Linked DNA regions of Mus musculus: region 1 is linked to region 2. Evidence: chromatin contacts called from public ChIA-PET data. All regions are on one chromosome and are shown on one strand. The core of a region is the stretch at or near the end of the contact, and the rest is flanking DNA. Distances in the headings are between cores, read along the strand shown. Region 1 has its middle 45 kb from the start of Gm38926. Region 2 has its middle 20 kb from the start of Lrmp.

Evidence for each region. ChIA-PET counts read pairs in DNA pulled down with a chosen protein or histone mark.
Region 1: a contact with region 2 is called in an RNA polymerase II ChIA-PET map of effector CD8 T cells, with 8 read pairs. The contact joins two enhancer-like sites. A contact is called at or near these places in 1 of 484 Hi-C or Micro-C datasets (centroblasts), 2 of 115 datasets of contacts at active chromatin or transcription factors (effector CD8 T cells and embryonic stem cells) and 2 of 9 other capture datasets (adipose tissue and liver).

The regions. Positions count from the first base shown.
Region 1 is chr6:145,301,576-145,305,976 of GRCm38.p6, reverse strand. No RefSeq gene overlaps it. Among named protein-coding and RNA genes, the nearest start is that of Gm38926, 45 kb to the left of the region's middle. Within about 2 kb of position 2,271, at least 173 of the 459 cell types and tissues checked have an H3K27ac peak or open chromatin away from gene starts, as enhancers often do. A contact at or near this core is called in effector CD8 T cells, where this site is marked.
Region 2 is chr6:145,099,529-145,104,385 of GRCm38.p6, reverse strand. No RefSeq gene overlaps it. Among named protein-coding and RNA genes, the nearest start is that of Lrmp, 20 kb to the left of the region's middle. Within about 2 kb of position 2,980, at least 64 of the 459 cell types and tissues checked have an H3K27ac peak or open chromatin away from gene starts, as enhancers often do. A contact at or near this core is called in effector CD8 T cells, where this site is marked.

The DNA.
Region 1 (4,401 bases), core at 1,022-3,521, 200 kb before region 2:
GCACACACAGACACACACATGTACATGCATGTGTGCATGTGCACACACATGTACACGCATACATACTTACATACATATGCACATATACACGCATGTGCACAGACACACTCACACATGCACATACATGTGCATACATGTACACACAGAGAGGCACACACGTGTGCACACACAGACACATGCACATGAACAGACAGACACACACTTGTATACACATCCATACTTACATGCACATATACATGCACATGCACAGACACACACTCACACGTGCATATGTACACACGAGCTCACACACACAGACACACACACACCATCCTGCCCTTACCTCTGCTTCACTGCACCCCCTCCTCTGTGCCATGATGGTGCCAATCCCCTCCCATTTTTGCTTTTTTTTTTTTTAAAGATTTATTTATTTATTATATGTAAGTACACTGTAGCTGCCTTCAGACACACCAGAAGAGGGCATCAGATCTCGTTACGGATGGTTGTGAGCCACCATGTGGTTGCTGGGATTTGAACTCCAGACCTTTGGAAGAGCAGTCGGGTGCTCTTACCCACTGAGCCATCTTACCAGCCCCCCATTTTTGCTTTTATGTCACATGTCTCATCCTGCTTCTTTGTCTCCCACTCAAGATTTCCCCCTCCATCTCAGTCCCCTTTCTACTTAAGACGTACCCAAGTGCACAAACCTCAATTCCACATAGGTGAGAAATATGCATAATTTGCCCAAGAAAATATCCTAAGTATTCTTAAGTATTTTGTATTCATATTTGTGTACTTAGTGGGAGACGTTTTTATTTTTTAAAACAATTTTTTATTAGATATTTTCTTCATTTACATTTCAAATGCTATCCCAAGAGTCCCCTATACCCTCCCCCCTGCCCTGCTCCCCAACCCACCCACTCCTGCTTCCTGGCCCTGGCATTCCCCTGTACTAGTGCATATAATCTTTGCAAGACCAAGGGCCTCTCCTCTCATTGATGGCCGAATAGGCCATCTTCTGCTACATATACAACTAGAGACACGAGCTCTGGGAGTACTGGTTAGTTCATATTGTTGTTCCTCCAATAGGGTTGCAGACCCCTTCAGCTCCTTGGGTACTTTCTATAACTCCTCCATTAGGGGCCCTGTGTTCCATCCAATAGATGACTGTGAGGTTTTGCTGACAGGACCCTGATATAGCTGTCTCTTGTGAGGCTATGCCAGTGCCTGGCAAATACAGAAGTGGATGCTCACAGCTTTTTTAATTTTTAAAAATTACATTTATTCTTGTAGATTTGCAATTTGTCCACATCCATCATATTAGAGTGTTACTATATTTATAGTTGTGAGAAGGTACACATGTGTGTGCGTGTGTGTGCGTGTGCGTGTATGCCATGGTGGAGCCCAGGGGCTAACTCTCAGACGATCTCTCTTTCTACCTCGTGGGTTCCAGGGATTGAACTTAGGTCATTGGCAGCCAGTGTCTTTGCCTGCTATTGTATATAAACTTGGTGCTTTTAATCTTGTGTATAGGAGGACACAATGAATTCTCTTAATTCATTCTCACAAGATTATATAAATTAACTCCAAGTGAAGGCTTCTTCCTGGAAAAATGGTCTTGTGAGGCTGTGACATGGCTCCCTCGGCAAAGACACTAAGCTCGCCAAGCAAGCCAGGCAACCTGAGTTCAGTACTCAGAACCCACACAAAGTGGACGCAGAGAACAGACTCACATTGTGGTCCCCTGACCTCCACCATGCCTACACATATCACATGCGCACAATGACAATTAACGAACTAAATTTAAAATTTAAAATCTCCTAGCTGTAATTAAAAAACATTAAAGGTTACTTTTTGCTTGATGCTAGAGATCCCAGTTGATGGAGCAACTCTATGAAGATCAATGCTGTGGTATAACCCTTAAATATCGTCTTCCAGTGGGGCTGCCTTATAAAACGACGCTGGCAGTACAGGCTGCCTTTCTGGCTTGTTAGCATAAAAGCCTAGTCAACAGCGGCCTCGTGCAGGGAGGACACTTTGGAAGAGCTCAGCAATGCGAAGCCTCGCTCCTGCTAAGCACACGGAGTGGCTGAGGCCCCACTTCTGTTGCTTCCGGATTCGTGCTCCTGTCTGCACAATGGAATTATCAGTCGGTTAAAAATGTCTGCGCTCCCGAGATGAAAGGACTGTGAAGTGCTATTCTCATCAGTTCTTTGAGGCACAGCAGAACCGCACCACACAGGAAGCCTTCGCTGCCCATCCCCCTGGCCTCCTGTCTGAGGTTCCCAGGGCAAAGGCCTGGCTAGAAGCCATTGCACTCTGCTCAGCTTTGCGAGCCGGAGGGATGGGGCGATCTGGCCCAGAGTATCGCAAAGATGTTCTGACCATTCCACTGCCCATTCCACTGGATTCTAGGAAACGAAGTATGGGGGAGGGGACGAACTGGCTTTGTGGGCTCTGTAAATTCCAGTGTCTTCTCTCTGAAGTTCAGTCCTTAAAGCAGTTTGAGGGACCCAGGGGTGCTTACCTTACAGCTGCCAACGGCTGGGATTTTCTCGCCAAGCGATGTTTCTTCATGAATTGAGGCATGGCAAATGAATATTACCCAAAAGTGCCAGGCGGTGGTAGTGCGTGTCTTTAAGCCCAGCACTCCAGTTTTTCATGAGGTGTTAAATGTATTTTTTAAAAAAAGCACTGGAGAAAGGAGATGTCTAAGATCCAGAGGAGTTGTGCATCTCACAGGAGGCTGACAAGGGAGTTTGCCCGCGGTGGGTCACTCAGCAGCTTGATGCAGAGTCGGGAAGAGCATTACACCGATGATGATGTTCTCTTCCCGCCTCTGAAATGCCCCGCTGGAGGCCCCCCTCTCCCCCTCCCCCCAGGCTGCTCCTGCTCTCTTCCTCTTTCCCGTGGAGAAAACAGCCATCAGGCAACGTTGGTTCCGGCGCAATGACAGATGTCGAGGGCCGATTTCCCTACACTTCTGGGGGCTTAGAACTTACTTCCTCTCTAGGTAAACTTCGTCATTCAGTCTGATTTCATCCTTTCCAGACTTTTCCGTGGCCTTCATCTCTACCTGTCTTTCACCCCTAAGGTTTTCATCTCCTCCCTGCTCGGCCACTCTTCCTTCACTCTGCACGCCTATCTTCCCCAGCCCCGTTTTAATGCCCTACTCTTTGTCACTGTGATGGAGCGTTGGGTGTCCACTTGATAGGCTCTGGAGTCACCTGCTGAGATGAGCCTATGAACGAGCCTGTTGGAGAGTCTTAATTACATTAACTGATGCATAAGACTCATCTTCGTTGTGCACAGGACCATTCCCTGGGCCGGGGATCCTGGACTACATGAATGGAGAAGCAAGCTAAGCTCTAGCGGATTCTTTCACCTCTGCTTATTATGGAAGTGACGGGGCCAGCTTCTCCCCTGCCCCTGACACATCTTCCCCCAGGATGGAACGGCAAACCCACACCAACCCTTCCTCCTTGAAGCTGCTTCTCTCCAGGTGTTTTATCACAGGAGGGAGAAAGTGGCTAAGACGTTATCAAACCTTCATTGGGTGTTTTGATCTGTTTTGAATGGGATAAGGTCTTGCTGCGTAGCCAAGGCTAGACTTGAACTTCCTAGTTTGCCGAAACTGACCTGACTTCCCGTTTGTTTCCTATCCACCTCTGAGGGCACAGGCAGGCACCACCACGCCATGCGTTAGCTCTCGCTCCGCCATCTTTTTGTCTCAGCTCTCTTTTGAAGGATTTATTTATTCCGTTTTGTTAATTGTCTGGAGTTACACATCCTGGCTTCCTGTCCTGCCTAAAGTGAAACGAAGCTTGCCCTCTTAGAACTTCCTCCTCTAGATTGATGGGATTTCAAGTTGCAGGAGCAGAGAGACTGGGAGCCCAGAACTTTTTTCCTTTCTCCTCAGATATTTAATCAGTGAAGAAAGCCCAGACTGACTTGGGTTTTCACAGTGATCCCTACTGTGAATAATCTAGAGTTGTGCCCTCAGGCTAGGAACCCAACAGTGATGACTAAATCCACTACCAAACAGGATTAAGAATGCCTAGGGATTAGAGAGACATGCCTTTGGGTGTGTTCACAGGGGTGTTTATAGAGAGGGTTGGTTAATTTATGTGGGCAAGGAATGCCCTGAATATGGAGGGCACAGGTCTACGGGCTGGGGTCCCAAACAGAATTAAAAAAGGAAAAAGTCCTCTCCCTCCCCTCCCCCTCCTTCTTCCTTCCTCTTCCCCCATTTGCTTTCTGATCTGTTGAGGTGGGAACAAGCAGACACACCCCATATTCCTGCTGCCTCCACTGTGACTTCTGTGCCATCATAGACTGTATCCCCTCTAACTGTAAGCCACTCCCCCCCCCCAAAAGCAACAAAACAACAAAACCAAACAAACAAACAAAAACAGCTACAAC
Region 2 (4,857 bases), core at 1,731-4,230:
TAAGTGTTGGCCAGACAGGCTTCCTAGACAAGGGATGGCAGAGCTCCACCTCTGCACGGAATGTTACACTGATCATTTAAAATGGAGGAAGTGAGGCTGGTGATGGCTGGGCTGCCAAGAACATAGGCTGTTCAGCCAGGCTAGAGTGCAGGCTCCAGGTAGGCAGCTCAGAACCATCCGTAACTCTAGTTTCAGGGGACTAACCTCATCTCCTTGAGCACTGCATGCACGTGGCAGGCATGTCTCTGTCTGTATGTGTCTCTGCCTCTCTCTCTGTCTTTCTGTCTCTCTCTGTCTGTCTCTGTCTCTCCCTCTCTGTCTCTGTCTCTGTCTCTCTCTCTCTCTCACACACACACACACATGCACATGCACACGCACACACACCATAACTAGAATCTATTCTAATCTAACCCGGGACTTTGTTAGTTGTAATGCTAGCTCTTAGTTTGGAGATGCAACTATGTATAAAGTTTGTTACTCTTTTCCTGATTGTTTCCCTGTGGTCTGTGTTTTATGGGACACCCTGTCTGGAGTTTCTGTGGTTCTTTAGTACTTTATTGCTTCTCTAGGATTCAGCTACCTAGAAGCAAGTCTTAAACCACAGTCATCATTTTTCAGCATGGGGCTTTGCACAGAGTAAGAATTTACCTGACCTTAGGCCTGTTTTTTTTTTTTTTTTTTTAGACCATAGACACATGAGTCTTAGACAGTACTGTTTTGTATGAGACAGAAAGCATTAGAAAAGAGCTCACAGGTATTTCTGGTAATTAAGGATGTAAGCTGTCTCGCTCTGGTTACTCTGTTATACAGAAATGTCACTGCTAGACCTATACCGAGAAGAACTGAAAACATTTAAAGCTGTCTGTATAAAAGTACGCATAAAAACCATTACACAGATGTTCATTACACTACTCTTGATACTAAACAAGAAGCACAAATAACCCAAAAGTCCATTACTTGGAGAATAGATAAAGAGAATGTGGTATATCCATACAGTGGAACAGTACTCAGCCATAAAAAGGAAGGAAGTAGTGATATCTTCTACAATATGAACAAGCCTTTAAAACCCGATCCTAAGCAGAAGCCAGGTGTTGTTATAATTCCACTGATGTGAGAAATGCAGTGTTAGTGGTTGCCAGGGCCTGAGAGAAGGGGAGATGGAATAAAGGGTTGCTGGTGAAGGGTATTGAGTTTCTGCTTGGCAGGATGGAGATGAGCTAGATAATGGTGGATATGGCATGACCTTGGCTTAGACACCCCAAGGCTAGGCTCACGCACTGTAAACTATACATTGCCAAAGGATTTAAGTAGCGTTCTCCTCTTCTGGGTTCTGCTTGTTGGAGTGCAGGTCTGCGACACAGGTCATCAAGTCAGACATCTCCCTAGAGGTGAGAAAAGGCCTGAGGACAGCCTCGGGGCGTCTCTGTCCCTTCTAAGTAAAGCCAGGCAAGGAGTTTATCTGAACTGGAGTAAATGCTCTTAACTTTTTATCCGGTTTCCTCCTCAATACCATAAATATGGTCAATGTATACAATAAATATTTATTATCTTAGCCTCAAAGATTCTCCAAGCCAGGCATGGTGGCACATGTCTGTGCTCCCAATACCAAGGAGAAAGATAAGGAGATTCAAGCCATGAGTGGTCTACACTGAGATTCATGCCAGCCTGGGTCACGTAAGACCTTGTCTCAGAAATCTACCCTTATTTTTTGTATTTCTATGTACAATGTATACTATCTCCCAAAGAATTACAATCAATTTCATAACTTTATTTTGACAGAACTTGCTACGGGCAACCCTGGAAGCCCATGATGGAGATACGGTTTTTATGAGCAAGTACTTATTTTAGTATTTATCTTACACAAATTTTTGTTCCAGTGAAGGCAGTTCTAACACAGATGGAGGAGAATAATTAAACGTCTAAGACCATCTGTGTTAAGTTCTTCCACAAACAAAGAGCACTGTGTGGTTAATAATGTGGGCCGAGAAGTCAACAGGAAGGACCCAAGCCCGTGAGGACCCATGTCTCTTCTGCCCAGCTATTGTCTGTTGTCATATTTATTCACCAATCACAATTAACTGGGGGAAGGGTGCAGCTAGCATCTACATGGGGACTCTCTGTCTCTGGATAACCAGTTTTGGGGGCTCAAATTAGCATCAGAATATAAGCAGCATCAGGCCAACCCACCAACAGATGGGTTACAGGTGTGTGTAACCACGCCTGACTTACATGGTATTAGCGGGTGAACCTGGGTACTTTGTGTATCCTAGGCAACAGAACACCATCCTGAGTTTGGACAACATTTTTAAATTCTATGTACTTTGCATGTATAAGCTTGTGCACATGTGTGCAGGTTCACATGAGCCACACTGTGCATGTGTAGGTCAATGGAAAACTTGTGAGCTGGTTTCTCTCCTTCAGCTATCTGGGTTCCAAGATGATCTCAGGCTATTAGGGCTGGTGGCAGGAACCTTTAGTCTCTGAGACATCTCACTGGCCTGAAACATGCATTTATGATGAATGAGGTACCAATACATCAGATTCTAAAAATAATCCATATAACCTTTGCCATCCTGTCAAGCTGTCACAGGGCAGGATGCGGGCTGAAGTCCTACCAACTCAGTAGAAGGAGCACACAGGCTCCTGCAAACTGTCCTCTGATCTCCATGTGTGCATGCTTGCACACACATACAGCACTGATAACTAAATGTAATAAAAATTTTAAAATAACTATCAGTTGACTTGTAGACATGTGTACTGACATATCTGAGTGAAATGTCCTATTGAGAATTAGCCCCAAAGGGGGGGGGGGAGAAACAGGGAAGAGTTAGAAATGAGACATACAAATATAAGGTTATAAAAATTATATTACATTGTATTTATTTGGTTGTGTGTTTGAGAGAGCGTGTACGCACTTCATCGGGTAGGTGGAGCTCAGAAGAATTTTGGGAACTGGCTCTCTCTTCCACCATGTGGGAGCTAACATGAGTGTTAAGCCTTGGACACTGGGCCTCTGTGTGTGCGTGTTGAACCACCTATCTCCCTGGCTCCATGGTGTAAAGGTTCGGTATGCTACCCACTTTACTTTTGTATGTCTTAACAAACATCTCCACAGTTAAAAAAACAAAACAAAACCCAAAGCCACATTGACAGAAGCGGCCACGGAAACGTGTATAGCAAACCACCCAGAACAGTGAGGGCCACCGCTTGGTTTTGCTTCCTGGGCTCCCCAGGACGGTGTCATTCTTACAATGGACAGGAAGTGTTTAGGTGCTAAAAATAACCCGTGGAAAGTTATAAAGAACAACCTCCCCCACCCCCACCCCCAAAAAAAGACAGAAGTGAAAAGCTAAAATTAAAAGTCTTTAAGCTAAATTCGGCAATCAGTTTCATACGCTTAAACTGTTTGTTCCTGAGCCCAGTCCTAGGGAGTGAAAGTCAGACAGTGGCTAAGTAGGTCCCCGAAATAAAGAAACAGCCATGACCCAAGCAGCTAGACTTCTTTTCAGATTAGGTTGTGCCCACTGTTGGGGGTGGGTCTGATGCTGTTATATATTCAAATGCTAAATTCTGTATCCCAAGATATGGTTGTCCCAAGAGGGGCAAATTCCCAGCCTTCGTTGTGCAAACCCTACTCCCCAATTTAAAACCGTTGGTTAAATAAAAATGTCTACAACCAATTACTGGGGAGAATAGAGAGAGGTGGAGTTTCGAGTTTCCAGGTGGAGGGGTTTGAAGGTAGGGACCATGAGGGGGAGGGGGAGGGAGCTGAGGAGGAAGAAAAGACAGAGAGAACAGTAGCTCTCCACTAGCCATGATGGACGGAGTGAAATGCCTCCCCAGAACAGCAGCCTGCTGGAGGAAAATAACTCAGAAAGATTCAAACAGCTTGGGGTCCACAGCTGGGGAAGCACCCAGTCTAGGGTTAGAGGATTAGATTAGGGGTAATCCCCCAGTAATTGCGCAGAGCCTGATAAATAAATCATCATTTTCAATTGGAGCTAGATGATGCTAAGCATAATTCTTTTATTTTACAGCCCGCCATGAGGGACATTGACAGACAGACAGACACATACAAACGATTCCACTTCTGCAAGGCCACACCATGTGCCATGCCACTCAGTTTTTGCTTCTGAGCACCTATTTTTTTTTTAAAGACTTATTTATTTATTATTATATGTAAGTACACTGTAGCTGTCTTCAGACGCACCAGAAGAGGGCATCAGATCTCATCATGGGCGGTTGTGTGCCACCATGTGGTTGCTGGGAATTGAACTCAGGACCTTCGGAAGAGCAGTCAGTGCTCTTACCCGCTGAGCCACCTCTCCAGCCCCTATTTTTTTTTTTTAAAGATTTGTTTATTTATTTTATGAGTACACTGTTGCTGTCTTCAGACACCCCAGAAGAGGTCATCAGATCTCATTACAGATGGTTGTGAGCCACCATGTGGTTGCTGGGAATTGAACTCAGTACCTCTGGAAGAGCAGTCAATGATCTTAACTGCTGAGCCATCTCTCAGCCCCTGAGCACCTTTTAACCTTTTAACCTTTGACCACAAGGATGGAGTCTTTAAAGCTTATCCCCGCCCCTCCCCCCCCCCCTCCAGTGAGTTTTTGCTTCTAAGACTGACAAGTTAACCTCATCCTGGTATGTCTCCTTGGCTCCTGCAATGAAACTCATCTGTCAGGTGCTGGGTTTGAACCCAAGGCCTCCAGGAAAGTGGGGGGGGGGGGCATGGAGAGAAAGACACACTTTAAGTGAACAGAATAGAGAGATTGCTCAGTGGTTAGAGTACTGGCTGCTCTCACAGAGAACTTGGGTTTTATTCCCAGCACCTACATGGTGGCTCACAATCTG